Regions from separate parts of the Mus musculus genome. Here region 1 is linked to region 2. The links are chromatin contacts, called in public HiChIP or PLAC-seq maps. All regions are on one chromosome and are shown on one strand. Each heading gives the region's core, a stretch centred on a gene start, on an enhancer-like site or on the middle of the called end of the contact. The rest is flanking DNA. Distances are from core to core; before and after follow the strand shown. Region 1 overlaps Xpo6 (exportin 6). Region 2 has its middle 8.9 kb from the start of Il21r.

Region 1 (4,355 bases), core at 1,612-4,111, 540 kb after region 2:
TCCCATTTTCCTGGTAGTACCCTAAACCAATTCACCACCCAATCCAAGAGCTGAACTTGAAAGAATCAAACCAAGATCAACTACAGTCCATCTAGTCCTAAGCATTCCCAGCCACAGAGATCCTCTAAGACTTCCTACAGTCCTAGGCTGTCACATTTCAGTTAGGTGAGTACAAGAGCTCATTTCCTACCTATGGGCAGGCATTGCCCCCTCCCCACAAGACTGCACTCTTTGCCTGTAACATAACATTGTAGGTGTTTTGCTAAAAATTGCTATGCCAGATCAAAACATTCTCACAGAAAGAAAACTCCTTTCACACTAGAAAACATACATTTTGTCACTGACCAACTAAAAGAAAATTCCAAGACTCTCTACACAGAACTCTTAAATGAGACAAAAACTTCACTGCCAGTTGGTAACTCCACATGCAAACATCCTGTAATACTTTGAAATTAAACCCCATCAGGAACTGTCCTGAAGGCACACAGGTAACTCATCTCCCAAAGTGTATGGTGGGCGTCAAGAGAGGCCTGTGGCTTGGATAGGGACCCTAGCTGCTTGTCTATACCTATTCCCTGGAACCACTCCCCACCCTGAGTAAGTGAACCCCAGCACTGAAGACAGCTACATTTCCCAGGAGACAAAAAGCCTGTAAAGGAAACTACTGGCTTGGGTATACTAGCTAATTTTATGTCAATTTGACAGGCTAGAGTCATTTGGGAGAGAGAACCTAAACTGAGAAAATACTCCCACCAAACTGGCCTGTAGGGAAAGTCTATGGGTATTTTATTAATTAATGATTGACATAGGAAAACCAGCTCACTTTGGGTAGTACCACCCCAGGCAGGTGGTCATGGTGCATAAGAAGCAGGCTATGTAAGTCATGAGAGCAAGCCAGTAAGCAGCATTTCTCTTCATCAGCTCCTGCCGTGCTTTCCCTCCATGATATGGTGTGATGTGGAACTATAAGCTGAAATAAGCCTTCTCCTCCACATTGCTTTTGATCATGGTGTCTTCTCAGCAAGAAAATGGTGATTAAGGCAATAGGACCTCACCTCTCCTCTCCACTGCTCATGCTCACTGGCGGAGTCCTGCTGTCTAAGGAATCCCTCCAGCTGCCTTTCCCATGAGAAAGACAATCAGCAGGTGCCAATGCCATGTTAGTCAGCAGTCACTAACACTACAGAAGCGATCCTCTGTGAGGTTCTTCAGATGGAAAGTGCTGAACTGTGCTGTGTCTCTCCTCACCCCAACCCATATGTAAAAGAACTGCCTCAGTGTGACTTTATTTGGGACTGGATCTATAGAAAGGTAAGAAGGGTTGAGTTTAGATCTTAACCAGCAGCATTGCTGTCCTCATGAAAAAGAGGCCCCTCTGAGCACAAATGGTTTAATTTCATTCTATGCCTGAATATTCTGCCCGCATTTATGTTGTCTACCACCTGCATGCCTGGTACCTGAGGAGGCCAGAATAGAGCTCAGATGTCCTAAAACCAAAGTTATAGATTGTTGTGAGCCACTGTGAGTGCTGGGAAGCAAACTCAGGTCCTCTGAAAGAATAGTCAATATTCTTAACTGTCAAGCCATCTCTCCAGCCCCTTGAGAAATTTTAAAGAACTGATGAAAATCATACAACTAGAGGCAGAACACAAAACTGAACTGGAAAACACTAACAAAGATATATGGAAAACTCCCAAATATTTGGAGATTAGATAAAGAGGTTTTAAAGTGAAATTTGATAATAATTTAAGTGACATGGTATATAGAAAATTCTTGATAGATTTGAAGTAGGACTTAGGGGTAAATTTATAGTATTGAATGTACATATGTTGGGCTGGGGAGACAGCTCAACAGTTAAGAAGGCCTTGCTGCTCTTGTACAGGACCCAGGTTCAGTTGCCAGCATTCACACAGTAACTAACAACTGTCAGTAACTTCAGTTCCAGAAGATATAAACCGACCAACACTAATACACACAAAAACCTTTAGAACAATGTGTATATGTAAAAATGGAGAAAAGCCCTAGTCGACATAAACTCAGCTAGACAAAACTAGCCAAGTTAAAGCATCTAAAAAGTAAATACAAAAAAGCCAAGAGCATGGAAATGAGTCAGCACACAGAGACTAGACAGTGTTCACATGAGTAACCGCAAGGGACTGATACAAATCCTCCATGATGTTTCCCTCTCCATGAAATAATAACTAGTGCATAAACACCTCCCTGAAGGAGCTAACTGGCTAACAGTCTAAGTTAATGATGCTCAAATTCCTGAGCTGCTCTGTAGTCAGCACTTACCAGTCAGCACTCTTGTGACAAAAGAGTTCACAGAACATGACACAATAACTTAGGTTGCTTCACACACTGGTTTCTTCCTCTTTCTGTAAAACCCAAGTTTCTACACAAATGCCTGGCCCCGTAGAAGAGAAAGAGAAAGGGGTGAACAGGCAGCAAGAACTTTCTCAGGGAGCACCAACTGCAAGCCAAGGCCCCACATGCTGGCTCAGGGCTTTCATCCACAGTGTGAGGAAGATATAACCACTCCCAAAACAAAGGAACAAATGGGACCTGAGATATGGGCTCTCAATGCTACTACCTCTAGCTGAGGAGCAGGACAATCAATTCCATCCACAACTCTAATACAGGCATTTATCTGTGTCCTGAAGTCCCACCAGCAATTAGCCAGAAACTTGAATATTCTCAATGAACAAGAAACATGCTGTTTCCAACATGTTCATTTCCAAGCTCCTAGAAACACAAATAAATCTCAGTACATTTGTGCTTCAAAGTCTGTACCCTACAATGCAACTTTGTTGTAACAAATGATGCAAAACTCAAAAACCACAAGGATAGGAACTGAGTACTATCTTTGTGACTTAACCACACCTATGTTTCCCATTTGAGACACCAAGAAAACAATTTCTGACTACTTCCTATAGCTCAATCAGTCGTTTTGAAGTTCTGGCTTAAGTCACAAGTGTGATTCTAAAAGTATGCCTGTGTTGTTATTAGATGACCAACATCCGATCACATTTCATGCTCACAGTAAAAATAAGTACAATAATTACCAGCACTAATGTTCTTTATCAGCTACTCCTGTAACACATCTCATCTCTGAGACACTAGGCAGGAGTGATTCCTAAACCTTCAAACCCTTCACTGAGAAGCTTTGCACTCACAATCTGTTGTAGAGATGTATAGTGTACGGACTGACACAGAGTGAGGGTCAGTGTCCTTCCTTTGTACATACACGTGGACTATCTTGGGGCTGTTCTTTCACTACACTCCTTTAACTACAGAAGAGAGTTAAGTACGAAAAACAGGTCCGAGGAGGTGGCTACCGTTTAACAGAAATCAGACCAGCTTTGAGGATTTCCTTTTTCTGCTTTGCTAAAGGTGTGTGTGTGTGGGTGGGTGGGTGTACATATAAATATTTAAAAATTAAATCACTACTATGTGCAGAATAAAAAAATCAGCAAATTATTTATTATTTTATAGGAGCTCACAGTTAAGAGACTCTGAATTGGAAAGAGATTCTAGACCTTAAAACCAGAAACTTGTAATGATGGTGAGACTTTTAAACTTATAAATCCAAAATTTATATTACTATATTAACTAAATAATTATGACAAAAAAAAAAAAGCAACGAGTCTAGAGAAATGGCTCAGACGTTAAGAATGGTTCTGCTCTTAGAAGAGCACCTGATTTTGTTTCCTAGCACCAACACAGAGTGGCTTACAACTCCCGGGAACTCTAGTTCTGGGAGGATCTGAACCCTCTTCTAGTTTCTATGGGTACCTATACCCATACAATTAATTGTAATTGTAATGGCATACAATTAAATATTCTCTCTCTCTCTCTCTCTCTCTCTCTCTCTCTCACACACACACACACACACACACAAATAAAAATATATCTTTAATGAAAAATTAAGTTTATCAATGAGAAAAATTTCCTAGCATTTAAAGGAGCCAGCCAGAATTCCTGAGCATTGTGTTATCAGATGGCAGGTGGTAAAGGCCTTTAGCTGTCCATGATCAGCAACCATGTGGCAGCAGCATTTCATTATTTCTTTTCTTCATCATCATCACTGTAAGCATTAGTGTTTAATATTCAGCTCAACTGTGTCCATGTTTTATGTGCATGACTTCCAAAATCCTAACCCTCCTGCAAGATATCCATTGTGTGGGCAGAAAATTGACAGCCTTGCACCTGACCAAAAGAAATCCTTGAAGCAGAAGAGGCATTTAAACTCCCTCTATCACTGTCCCACCTACTGGTACAAACTCTCCAGGAACCTGTACTTTTAATACTAGCAATCTCCTTTGTGGTGTTACATCCCCCATACCTCTTGTGTG
Region 2 (4,459 bases), core at 432-2,931:
AGCCAAGATGCTGAGAAAGGAACCCACGGGTATTAACCCTCCATTGATTCTTGCAACTCTCCTGACTTAGCTCTGTGCCCTGGGCTCTGAGGCTGGTCACTGCCCACTGGACCTTGAGGTCAAGAGGGATGAGCAAGGAGAGCTTGGTACGTTCATAACAAGATGGGGCAGTGTAAGCATGGAGGAGGATAAACGTCCTTATGTGGTGAGCAGGAGAACTTCCCAGGGGAGGTGGTAGGTATCTAAGTGGAAACACAAAGAGGAAATCATCTTCCAGGAGATGGCAGGGTCATCCTCTGGGCAGAGGCCGAGGAAGCTGAGTACCTATGAGGACACAGAACGCCAAGGGGATTAGTAGCAAGGAGCTGGTGGCCACACATGGGGCTGGGAACTACTTTGGTACCAGGCGCCACTATGGGTGCACTGCCACATGGGACAGGAAAAATGCCCCTGTTCGAATGAAGTGGAGTCAAGTGCAGTCAAGGATACCACAGGGACACACAGTGTGGCTTGCATGACCTTGGCGCCAGTCAGGTCTGGCAGAAGAGGAGCTGGAGAAACACCTAGATCTCAGGTGGTAGCTGGGAGGACCGTGATAACGAAGGGACTTTTGACCACAGGATGAATGAAGTACAGGAACAAGCCTCACAAACACCCAGTGTCGAGGGGGAGGGACCACAGCAGCCTTGTGTAGGAGCCTAGAGAAGCATGGACAAGGAGAGGAGAGAGAAGGTGAGGGGCTGGGATCCCCAGAGGGATGTATGCTCAGTGTGCAGATGCAGAGCAAGCTTTGGAAGCTCAGCCACAGACAAGCACTGATCCCACATCTTCTGTAGAAACAACACTAGCTGCAGTGAGAACAGTACATTTTGGTAGAAGAGGCCCAGAGGTCAAAGAGAGTCCATTTTTGTCACCTTGGCAGGCATCCTGGTGGCTTAGCTCAGGTGGTGGCTGTGGTTTTGGGGGACGTGTTATAGATACATAGAAACAGCAGTAATTCTTAACAAGTGAGGCTATTGTGGTGACAGAAAGCAGGTGTCAAAGATAGTGCCACGAGCATTCTGGGGCCAGTTCCACCCCTCCCCTCGGTACCCTTGAGCCTGACCCCAGGAGCAGGTAAAGTACTGGTCCCTGTGCACAGAACCCTAGCCCCACCTCCATTGCTCCTCCAGCCTTCTAGCTGTTCTAACACCGGCATGCTTACCCTGGGTGAGTCTCACCAGAATCTGTGGTCTTTAGCCTGGGGGATATTTGGGTGTCCAGGGGACCTTAAGATATTTGGAGACACTTCTGTTTCTCACAGCCAATGGTGGGAGCATGGCCAAGGAAGGCTAGACCTGAGGATGCCCAGGATAGCTTCATGGTGAAGGTTGGTTGGCAGACCTGCCTAGGTGGAATGGCCTATCCACATGGCATTACCAAGAGTACAGAGGCTGAGCCCCACAACCTCCAGCAGGTCCTCTCAAGGATCACTGAGGACTTCAGCCATTTTAAAAAGGAAGCAAGTCTGTGGCCAGGAGGTGGTGAGCAGCCGTAGTAACAGTTTTAGCCCACAGCACAGGCTGGTTTCTGGAGCTTGGCATTCTTTTGTGGCTCCTCTCCCTTTCATCAGCCCTGGCCCTCTTGGCCTGATGATCTCCAAGAGCCTCAAGTCCTCAGCCCAGGTCTTCCTCCTCCTCACTGGAGTCATCATACATGACTACTGAGTCCCACCCCTGTGGGAGGCCCCTCCCAGCTCTACCACTTCCTCTCATTCTCATAGCCGCAGGTCCGCCCACACTAGGCCCTCATCATTCCCAGAATTGGCCATTGCAGTCACACATGCCTGGGGCTTGTTCAGGAGCTGAGTCTGGACTCAGCCTCTGCCCTCTTGCCCTCTGTATCATTCTTTCCAGGTCGCCCCAGACCCCCATCCTCACCACCTCCCTTCTCTTTCATCCTGCTGTCCTCCCTCATACCCGGCTTATATCAGACTCTGAAACAACATGGATGTGATTTGAGAAGATGATACAAGTGCATCAGAGCTTTGAAACCCTCTCCCCACAGTAGACTCTCCAGTGAGCCGGCACTCCTAGATGCTGGTCTGTTTGATGACTGGTTGGTAAATTCATCCAGAATTAAAGTTGAAGTAGAGTAGTAGATCTGAACCTTAAGAAAGCCAGAAGACAGATATAACTTACACAAACACCATGGAAGGCTCCCTCCAGCTCACTCTGGTCTAGAACTCATTCATCACCCAGGCTGTCCTTGAACTTAGGACAATCCTTCTGCCTCAGCTTCCCAAGTGCTATAGGTGTGATCAACTACAGCAGACTTTGTGTTTTTTCTCAACAGTCTTTGTTTCCCATACAATTTAAAAGACAAATGCGCAAGCTGGACGTGGCAGCACACACCTTTAATCCCAGCACTTGGAAGGCAGAGGCAGATGGATCTCTGAGTTTGAGGCCAGCCTGGTCTACAGAATCCAGAACAATCACAGCCACAAGAGAACCCTGCCTCAAAAAAAAAAAAAAAAAAACAAACAAACAAAAAAACACAAGAACAACAAAAAGCATGACCCAGCTATATGTTGTCTACAAGATGCATATAGTTTAAAGTGAAAGAATTTAAGGGGACATGTTATGCAAAGAAAACCCAAGAGCACTGAGTAGTTATACTATGTACAGGCTTAAGAAAAAAAAATTCAAAAGATAAACAGGTTACATGTAAACTCATGGTGAATGTATAATATCCATATGCATACTCACCCAATATTGGAACCCAAGGTGTTATATCATAATACTTTGCAGCTTCAGTGCCATTCTTCCAACTATAGAGTCACCAGGGAGTAGAACTGTTTGCGGAGGATCAGAGGAATTAGGAGGTGTGGCCTATCACTGGTAGGTGGGCTGTGGGGTTTCAAAAGCCGATGCTGTTCTCAGTTAGCTCTCTCTCTCTCTCTCTCTCTCTCTCTCTCTCTCTCTCTCTCTCTCTCTCTCTCTCTCTCTCTCTGCCTGTGTTTTCTGATCAGATGTGAGCTCTCAGCTGCTGCTCAGGTTCCACACCTATTCCTGCCATGCTCCCCACCGATGTACTTATGGACTCAATCTCTGGAACTTTCGGCTTCAATGCACTCTTCTACTAGTTGCCTTGGTCATGCAACTAGTCATGTCTCTTCACAGCAATAGAAAAGTAACTAAGACAATGGACTTAAGAAGAGTGAAATTTCCAGGTGTGGTGGTACCCACTTTACTTCCAGCAATGGGGAGGCAGAGGCAGGTAGACCTCTGTGAGTTAGAGGCTAGCCTGATCTATATAGCAAGTTACAGGACAGCTAGGACTCAGGACTACAAAGAAAAACCCTGTCCAGAAAAAGGAAAAAAAGGAGGGAGAGAGAGAGAGAGGGAGAGAGAGAGAGAGAGAGAGAAAGAGAGAGAGAGAGAGAGAGAGAGAGAGAGAGAGAGAGAGAGAGAGAGAGATTACACTGTCTTTTCTGACTACAGTGAAAAGAAATCTGGATATCAATGGCAAGTATACAGCTGTATGGAAGTTAAAAGTCACACTCCTAATCAGCCAGCAGGTCACAGCAGAACTCACAAAAGAGATCAGAAAGCAAGCAAGAACGAACCAATGTTAGGATTTGAATGTCCCCAAGGCCCATCTACTCAAGGCTTGACCTTCACCCTCTGATGCTGCTGCAAGGTGGCAGAGCTTTTAGGAGGTGGGACCTAGTAGGAGGCATTTAAGCCATTGAAGGTGTGTACTCTTGAGGGAGATATTAGAATTCTAGCTTCTCTTCTTGGCCACAATGAGATAAAGCATGTTTCTTCCTTCACACTCTTCTTTCATGACACATTCCCCTGCTAAAATTCAAAAGCAACTGGATGGTGAGAATTCTGAAACCTTGAGTCAAAATAAACCTTTCTTCTTTTTATATTGAGCTCTCTGCTGTTTTGTCATGGCGCTGAAAAGCCAGAATCTCCCCAGACCAAAACTTTCAGGGACATATTGAAAACCCAAGAGAATGATAACTGCAAATATACTCATTCAAATAACAACTTAGATAAAGAACCTAACTCTATCCTTTTACATGATTGTCGGGGCCTCAAACACTGGAGTCGTGGCCTTTTATTTTAATTTTTTAATTGTGTGAATACATTTGTGCAGCTGCCTGAAGAGGGCCTGGATGTCAGATTACTCAGCTGCTGAAATTATAGGCAGTTCCAAGCTGTCTGACACGGCCACTGGGACTGAACCCTACTCTGCAAGAACAGTGCACCCTCCTAAATGCTGAGTCACCTTTCAGCTTCCTAACTGGACTCCTTAAGGAACTAGAAAAAGAAATTGAAACCCAATGGTTGCATAAGAGATTAACTAATGCTTGCTAGAATGGACACAAATAAAAACTGGAAAAACAGCAGAGAGGATTAACAAAACCAAGTTATTTCTTTGAACAAAAATCAGGAAAACATAACAAACC

What was found. HiChIP or PLAC-seq counts read pairs in DNA pulled down with a chosen protein or histone mark.
Region 1: an H3K27ac HiChIP or PLAC-seq map of bone marrow-derived dendritic cells shows a contact between it and region 2, with 4 times the contacts expected there. The contact joins two enhancer-like sites. A contact is called at or near these places in 1 of 39 promoter capture datasets (liver) and 2 of 115 datasets of contacts at active chromatin or transcription factors (bone marrow-derived dendritic cells and memory CD8 T cells).

Annotation. Positions count from the first base shown.
Region 1 is chr7:126,132,745-126,137,099 of GRCm38.p6, forward strand. All of the region lies in intron 9 of Xpo6 (exportin 6), which reads right to left. Among named protein-coding and RNA genes, the nearest start is that of Gm30807, 35 kb to the left of the region's middle. Within about 2 kb of position 2,862, at least 94 of the 459 cell types and tissues checked have an H3K27ac peak or open chromatin away from gene starts, as enhancers often do. A contact at or near this core is called in bone marrow-derived dendritic cells, where this site is marked.
Region 2 is chr7:125,592,325-125,596,783 of GRCm38.p6, forward strand. No RefSeq gene overlaps it. Among named protein-coding and RNA genes, the nearest start is that of Il21r, 8.9 kb to the right of the region's middle. Within about 2 kb of position 1,682, at least 60 of the 459 cell types and tissues checked have an H3K27ac peak or open chromatin away from gene starts, as enhancers often do. A contact at or near this core is called in bone marrow-derived dendritic cells, where this site is marked.